2 separate regions of the Ovis aries genome follow, and region 2 is linked to region 1. A link is a contact called in public Hi-C data. All regions are on one chromosome and are shown on one strand. The core of a region is the stretch at or near the end of the contact, and the rest is flanking DNA. Distances in the headings are between cores, read along the strand shown. Region 1 overlaps PSD3 (pleckstrin and Sec7 domain containing 3). Region 2 overlaps PSD3 (pleckstrin and Sec7 domain containing 3).

Region 1 (3,747 bases), core at 515-3,014:
TTGCTTTTCATTAAATACCAGCCCTTATAAAAGTGAGATACCTTGGGAATTTGGAAATAAAAGTAAGAATAAATTAGCTCATTGAAAAAGAAAACGTCAGAGAAACCTTCCATCAATGGCTCTATTCACTTTCTAAAACCTTGGTATTTATCTGTTTGCTGACCGTGATGGAAAACATGAGTGGGATTTAGCCTGGCATTATATTTTAAAAAGTGTCCAAAGCATTATTCCTTTTAGAGTTTCTTTCCCTGCCCCCCCCCCCCCCACCCCCTTTGGACATTCTGGAGTCATCTGACATCATTCATAAACTAAGACTCCAGTGGTAATGGATTAATCCCAGTCTTGGTTAAGAAGTGCCGAGGCAAAAACCATGTGAATGTTAAAATATGTATGTACTTTGGCCTCCAGGCTCGTTTGTTTGAGGTTTATCTGAGGTGATGTTGTCATTTGGCAATTCTGAAAAGATTATTTCTTTGGGTTTGGGTTCGGTTAGCAGATGAGCTGGAGAAGGCAACTCCAGTACTCTTGCCTGGAAAGTCGCATGGATGGAGGAGCCTGGTAGGCTGCAGTCCATGGATGGGGTCGCTAAGAGTCGGACACGACTGAGCGACTTCACTTTCACTTTTCACTTTCATGCATTGGAGAAGGAAATGGCAACCCACTCCAGTGTTCTTGCCTGGATAATCCCAGGGATGGCGGAGCCCAGTGGGCTGCCGTCTGTGGGGTCTCACAGAGTTGGACACGACTAAAGCGACTTAGCAGCAGCAGCAGCAGGAGATGAGTAATGGATGGTAATCCTTCTCGATTTTTTAGACATGAATTCAGACATGACTGAAGTTTAGACAGTCTGAGAAATAATCTAGTGATCAGGAGGTGACCAAAGCCCCCTCACCTGAACATGTGATTCAGGCTCATAGACCTTGGGGTCCAGTCTCATGTCCCGTCACTGCTGCTTCTGTGGTTCTCAGCATTTAGGACCCCCCTGTGCAGTCGTGGAAACCCACTCCAGTATTCTTGCCTGGGGAATCCCACGGACAGAGCAGTCTGGCGGGCTCCAGTCCGTAGCATCGCAAAGAGTTGGACACGACTGCCGCTACTTAGCAGACATGCACCGCGTAGTTGGGTCAGGCAGAGAGGTCCCTGGCTTCCCCTTGACGTAAGTGGAGGTGTTTCCACGTTGAGTACTGCCACTCAGCTCTTCTGGAGCTCTTTCACAGTTAAATCAGCCGAACCTCAGTGTCGCGTGGTGCACGGTCCAGATGAAATGGCCCAAAGCGTTTGTTCTTGGCGTCCCTGCCTGGACAGCTTGTGGTATTCTTTGCAGTTTCAGAGATTTGCTGGAAAGAATTTTAGCAGTAGCATTATTATTATTGTTTTTTGTGAGTGTGTGTCCCTTTGTACCTTTCCGTGTTTCTGAGTTACATGTCCATCTTCCAAAGACGTTTTTCACAGACTCCAGTTTAAATAGTGTTGCTTGTAGTGGTTGCAGTGGTAATGTGAACTGCTGTCACACTTTGCAGAAAGGGGTAGTGGGGAGACGGGAGAGGAAAGAGACTTCCATCATGTAGTGAAGTTATTCTTAAGCTCGTTTACTGGATTCCCATGCCTCATTCGAAAATAAGGTGTTAACTCCCAACGCTAATAATGAATCTTTGCTTCTGCTATCTTATTTGTATAAAACAGCGCGTGTCCCTGCAATCCTTGTTTTCCACTGTGCCCAGAAGGTCAACTAACTGGGGCCCTGTTGGTGCCAGTGGACAGGATTTTGTTGACACTCCAGGACACAGAGGTGGCGGGGTGCCTTCCCTCTTGGGGACACCTGTGATATAAGGAAGGGAGTCACCAGCTTCTCTCCCCTGCCTCTGTGGGAACACCAGGCCCTGGCCGTGGCTAACCACTCATTTCTCCTGGCTTGTTTAACTGGGAACAGCCATCTGTTATTAATAGTTTGAAACTTGCTTTTCTCTGGTCACAGACCAGTAGATAAGTCAGAATAGTTTGTACATGTTGATGGACATTATGGGAAGTTTATCTTTGAGGTTAGGGTAAGTGGGAGAATGAACACTTTGACCTGAGCTGAAAGCTTTTTTCTTACATAGTAGTTTCAGGTAGGTTGTCTGAGAGGCAGCATTTTCCTTTAAGTTTCAAATGATGGCCTGACTTTTGGGAAAATGCTAATTTTATGTGATATTTTCAAGCATGATACATTGTTACAGTCACAGCTAATGTTTATTGAGATCTAGTCACTGTTTTAACACAGGTTACCTTGAGTCCCCATGACAGCCCCATGTGGTCAGTAGTGTCTGAAGTCTGGAGAAGTTAAGTAACACAGCTCAGTAAGCGGCAGAACTGAGATTTAAACTTGGCAGTCGAGTGATCTTCACCACCACTCTGCTTCTATGTCCTCAAAGTTAGCACTGTGCGCTGCGGGACTTTGGCTCTTGTATTCAGATTCTCTGGGTCTTGGAATCTGAAACTGGATGACTGATTTGTCAGCAAGCATTATTTTAGATGTCTGTTGGCTAAAATACTGGAAGCAGGATTGTTGTTTGGCTCAAGAGATGGAAATTGTATATTTTTCCTTCAAAAATACAGTGTCTAAAAGGATACTAAAGGGACTGTGTAAGGAATTCCATATATTTATAAGTACTTAATTGGAATTCAAATACAGCAGATTCACCATTTAAAATTGAATGTAAAGCTCACTCATTTTGACTTACAGTTACGTCACACGATGGAAGTGACCTAGACTTTTCTATACGTTTGAATATCAGTATGCTTTTCCTTGTTTTTTTTTTTTTTTTTTTTCTTCTAGGAAGCTGGGATTTAGGTTGTTGAGAGAGGGGTCTGAAACAATAGGAGGAGGGTGGGGGGCTGAGCCGAGGGCAGTCATAAGAAGGTCACGTGGCAGTTGCTCCCCGATTCTCTTGCCTTCTGTTCCCAGACCTCTGCTGAGAAAAAGCGACTTACAGAAATGAAGCAGGTTGGTTCTTCCTATGGCTCTTCAGTCTGTGGACAATGAAAGTGGAAACGTTTAAATAGACGGAGCTGTAGTTTCTTTTGCTTGGCCTTCACGTGACTACTGGTTAAGGACCAGTGGAACTGCTTTTCTCTGCGTATGATAACTTACAGGCTGTTTTGAATTTCATTTTTCAACAACTCTTACTTTCCAAGAAGTTGTTTGGTAAGCACAGTAGCATAATTGAGTCATAGGACTCTGACGGAAGGGGAAATCTGGGCGTAGCAGTCAGCGGCACAGACAGTGTAATTGGATGATTGCTGCCTTTGTGATTATATTATTTTCTAGCAAAATTATATTGGGAAATGGCAGCAGGTTGTGTGATCTTCCAGAGCATGGTCTCTGACCGGACCTTCGTGCCTCTAAAAGGCACAAGTAGTGAGTGTTTGAAGAAGCAAGATGTGTCCTTGGGTCTGAAACTTCTCACTTGAATATCAAAGTTCCCTTTGGACAGATGTTTATGCTTTTCAGCTTCATTTCTTTGCTTCTTCTTCTTCTTTTTAATGTTTTGGTTTTTTTGGCCACGAGGCGTGTAGGATCGCAGCCCCCTGACTAGGGATCGAATCCACACCTCTTGCGTTGGAAGGCCAAGTCTTAACCACTGGGCCACCAGGGGTGCCCCTCAGCTTCATTTCTATTGGCTCCAAAGGGCCCATGAGCTGCTGCCCCATCTCCTGATGCTTATTTCTTCCCATGAAAGTCTTCCGTGGAAGAAAAAAAATCCCATT
Region 2 (3,747 bases), core at 462-2,961, 48 kb after region 1:
ACCGGAATAACTGTATCACCCAGTTTAAAAAAAAAAAAAAAGACATCTCTTCAGGGATCCATTAAGCAATATGACTTGCCACTTTTTCCCATGAAAACACTATTCCTCATCCCCATTCCCACCCCCTCCATCCCTTTTATTGTATGTCTTGTATAGATTCCCAGTTTGAAAGCAAAGCCAAGGTTTCTAGGTTTTTTTTAATCTTGGAGGGTTTTTAAAAGGGAATTCCGGATAGGTATGGTGGTGTTTTAAGAATCGCAAGTGACCTATCTTCATTTCGAAGCTGATATAAAATGTTTGTGAAATGAAACTCAGTGTTGTCAGTTTTACATGGTTCCTCAGGGAAGCGGGCCACGCCAGTGCCCTGAAGGCGTGAGCTCAGGGGAGTGGAGGGGCCGTACCCCACTGACTAGGACTTAGAAACAGTTTTGTGGGGCAGATACCTGATTTATCATGCTGTTTGACCCAGGACAAATAAAATGCCTTTCTGGCAATTTTAAAGACCTCTGTAGATATAAAGGTTTATATCTACAGATACCGTCCATATATATATAATTTTTAGGACTCTTCTGTTTTGTGTTTTTGTCTTTAGAGAGTTTAAATTGTAACCTTCTCTGTCTTATGTTGGTGTTCCATGGTATTGACCACCATGTAAAGAAGCTGACTAATTAAAAAGGATAGTTCTGTTTCTGTCACTGCTTCATTAACAATGCTTACCCTTAGAGAGTTCTCTTTCATGTTTAGCTGAAGTTCCTTTTTTGCTGAATTTTTCCATTTTTGAGTGGAGCTGTAAAATGTCTGCTAATATGTACTGTATTCTCTCTAACTTTTAGTCTTTAGGAGTACGATTACCGCTCAGAATTTTTTTTGCATTTGCTAAGTCCTTTTACTCCCTCCAGAAGTCTCATTTTCAGCTTCTTAAATCATCTTCATTATTCTTTTCAATTAGGCTTGGAACTCTAATATGGATCTAACTGAATGTGTTAGTTACATACGTAGAGTATAACAGTGGCTTAGCACCCTGCATCTGTAACAGCCCTGTTATGTTAGCGGCGTCACGGAAGGAGCATTTTACTGTCAGCTAGTGATCAACGGTGATCCGTAGTGTATACGCGCATTTCCTGATGTGTGTTCATAATTTGTCTTTATTCAGGTTAGTTGGTCTGTATTGGACAGCTTTCCGTTGTTTTATGATTTCCCTTATTTTATGATTACTCTGATATCTGAAGAACCTTTTGTAAATCACATCTGCACAGCTGCAGTTTCCCTCCCGGGTCATGACCTAAGACTCTTTGCCAGTGCAGAGGTTGCTGTGTTTCTCAATCATGCTGGCTGTATTCTGTGCCCACGTGCCAGTGCATTCATTATTAACTGGGTGATCTCATGAGCTTCGGCAGGCAGGGATTTCCTGCTCGAGAGCCTCGTGGGAGCCTTGAAAACTGCTGGGTATTCTGAAGTATTGCTGTGAGGATGAGAGGATGTCCCCCACAGTGGTTGAGATCCATGTTGAGTTCAGCCTACTTCCCCAATTCCGTCTCTCCTTTACAGCCCACCGCCCCCACCCCCTTCTGTTCCCAGGCTGTCGTGAGGGAGTGGAAAGAAATTCTGCAAGAGCTGGCTTCTGGCCCAATGCTCGTGATGGGTGCAGAGGGCAGAGATGGGTGGGCTGGCGTGGGAGGAGCTTTCAGGGATTTGGACCCCGCTGAGGCTCTTCTTACCTTTGTGTCTCCCTAGGTTAGAGTCATTTCTCCTTTGTGTGCAGTCGGTCAGCCTACTTTCCTGAGTCATTGTTTGCTCGGAGGATTAGGCGTGTTGAGGTGGTCGATGCGTGCTCCGTATTGTTTCTTACTGAGTGGCACTCCTCTCTCGCTGCAACTGAAGCAGCTGGAGTTGGAGTGGTCTGGGAGTGGGGACACGGTGGGGGAGACTTGGCTGTTGGTGACTCCTGTGCCATTTTTATAAACAGGACCCCTTGGTTGCCACCAGAAGCGGAGATAAAGCGGTGATCAGTAGCTTTAGAGGCATGTCCTCTGCTGAGTGGGCCAGACAAGGTAGGGGTGGGGAGGTCAGGGAAGAGCAAAACCCTCGTCCTTTTGTTTTTATTTGTTGATTGTCTTCCATTATTAAAAAATAGTCTAGAGAGGGATGTATGTGAAGCACTGATACTTGGCCAAAATCACCTCAGGTTCGTATAGAACGTTAACCAAAGTTGAGAAAATATCAAAGTGACAGAACAGAACAGGCCATCTCCTAAGAAAGGCTTGGTAGGTAACTGACATCAGGACTTTTCTCTCTTGATTATCCTCTGCTGATTAGATCTCTTTTGCTCAGAATCTTGTAATATATCCCCCCACTTAAAACCGACTATCAGATAATTGAATACAAAAGTCCAAACTGCTCAGCTTGACATTTGAAACTCTTGAGTGCTAAGCTTCCTCTCTGTGTCATCTGCTTCTTTCCTACTGAAGTACAATCCGTGGGCCAGCAGCTTCGGCATCACCTGGGAGCGTGTTAGAAATGCCGACTCTCAGCCCCTACGTGGACCATGGCATCAGCACTAGATTGCAGCAAGGCCCGCACGTGTGTGGAAGCCCGCCGCAGCGGGAGAATCTCTGATCTGCCTCATTCTCCTTAATCTCCCTTTTCGTCCCGCAGTCAGGCTAGCCAAACATGTTCTGCACTTCCCCAGTGGCCTGCCTTTCTTCAAATGCTAACGATTTCCCAGAAAAGTCATTTTTCTCAACTTCCTCTCTTTAGTTCCATTCATCTGATTGACTCGGTGTCTAAATATGCCAAGAACTGGTTTGGATTTCAGACATGACTGGACACACAGACTCGACACTGTTTGTATAGGCTCCCTGGAAGACAGCTCCTTTGACCCCCAATTCTACTTCTAGAAGATTTTCCTGAAATAATTATCAGAAAAGAATGTAAAGAAATGTGTATAAAGTTGATCACTACAATATTATGTATAATAGTGAGAAATTGATAAATTAATAAATTTTGTTATTGCATATTCAAGATGGTAGGATATATTACTGAAATGAGAATACATCAACAATGTCCCTGAATAACAATTATGTTATTAAAACAAACACACTTAATTCCTGTGCTCCACGGGCTTATAGTTGAACAAGTAAGAGAGGTGTAAACCAAGCAGTACAGAAATAATGTAGTAATACAGTAATAATGATAATGTTAACAGCGGCAACTGACATCTCTTGGACACTTAAAATGTTCCAGACATTTCTAAGTGCTTCACTGTTATCTTCCTTTATCTTTTCCAAAGATAAATTACTGTTGATTCTACATGAGAAAATTATCTTATTGTCACATATTTTAACCTTTTCCATTATGATGGGTAAAGTTTGGTAACATTTTAAAAATTGGTATTTCACTGGTTTGTTCAACATCGTTTAATATATTGATCATTTAAAAATATGTATTTCTTAAAAAGGCTGTTTTTGTCTTCTGCCTGTTTTTTCTATTTGTCTTTGACCATTCTGAAAAATCTACTTTCTGTCTTTTGAATACGTGTTTGCTGGATTATGGTGTTCCAAATAAAGGAAGTATTAATACGATCACTCCTTATGTTTTTAATTAATTTTTTCTTATACAGAAAATGATTATTCTCAGCAAAATTAGGGATCTGTAATCGGTCACATCAGTAATCTTTGTTCATAAATTGGTGTGAGCTATCGGCCTCAGGTGAACGTGTCGGTAAATAGAATAGGTAGGTAATCTCTG

What was found. Hi-C and Micro-C count contacts between places; a contact is called where the count stands out from the background.
Region 2: a Hi-C map of liver shows a contact between it and region 1, with 4 times the contacts expected there. The contact joins two enhancer-like sites. A contact is called at or near these places in 4 of 16 Hi-C or Micro-C datasets (liver, muscle, skin fibroblasts and 1 more).

What each region holds. Positions count from the first base shown.
Region 1 is chr26:37,866,412-37,870,158 of ARS-UI_Ramb_v3.0, forward strand. All of the region lies in intron 3 of PSD3 (pleckstrin and Sec7 domain containing 3), which reads left to right. Among named protein-coding and RNA genes, the nearest start is that of PSD3, 180 kb to the left of the region's middle. Within about 2 kb of position 1,765, at least 2 of the 54 cell types and tissues checked have an H3K27ac peak or open chromatin away from gene starts, as enhancers often do. A contact at or near this core is called in liver, where this site is marked.
Region 2 is chr26:37,914,535-37,918,281 of ARS-UI_Ramb_v3.0, forward strand. All of the region lies in intron 3 of PSD3 (pleckstrin and Sec7 domain containing 3), which reads left to right. Among named protein-coding and RNA genes, the nearest start is that of PSD3, 220 kb to the left of the region's middle. Within about 2 kb of position 1,712, at least 5 of the 54 cell types and tissues checked have an H3K27ac peak or open chromatin away from gene starts, as enhancers often do. A contact at or near this core is called in liver, where this site is marked.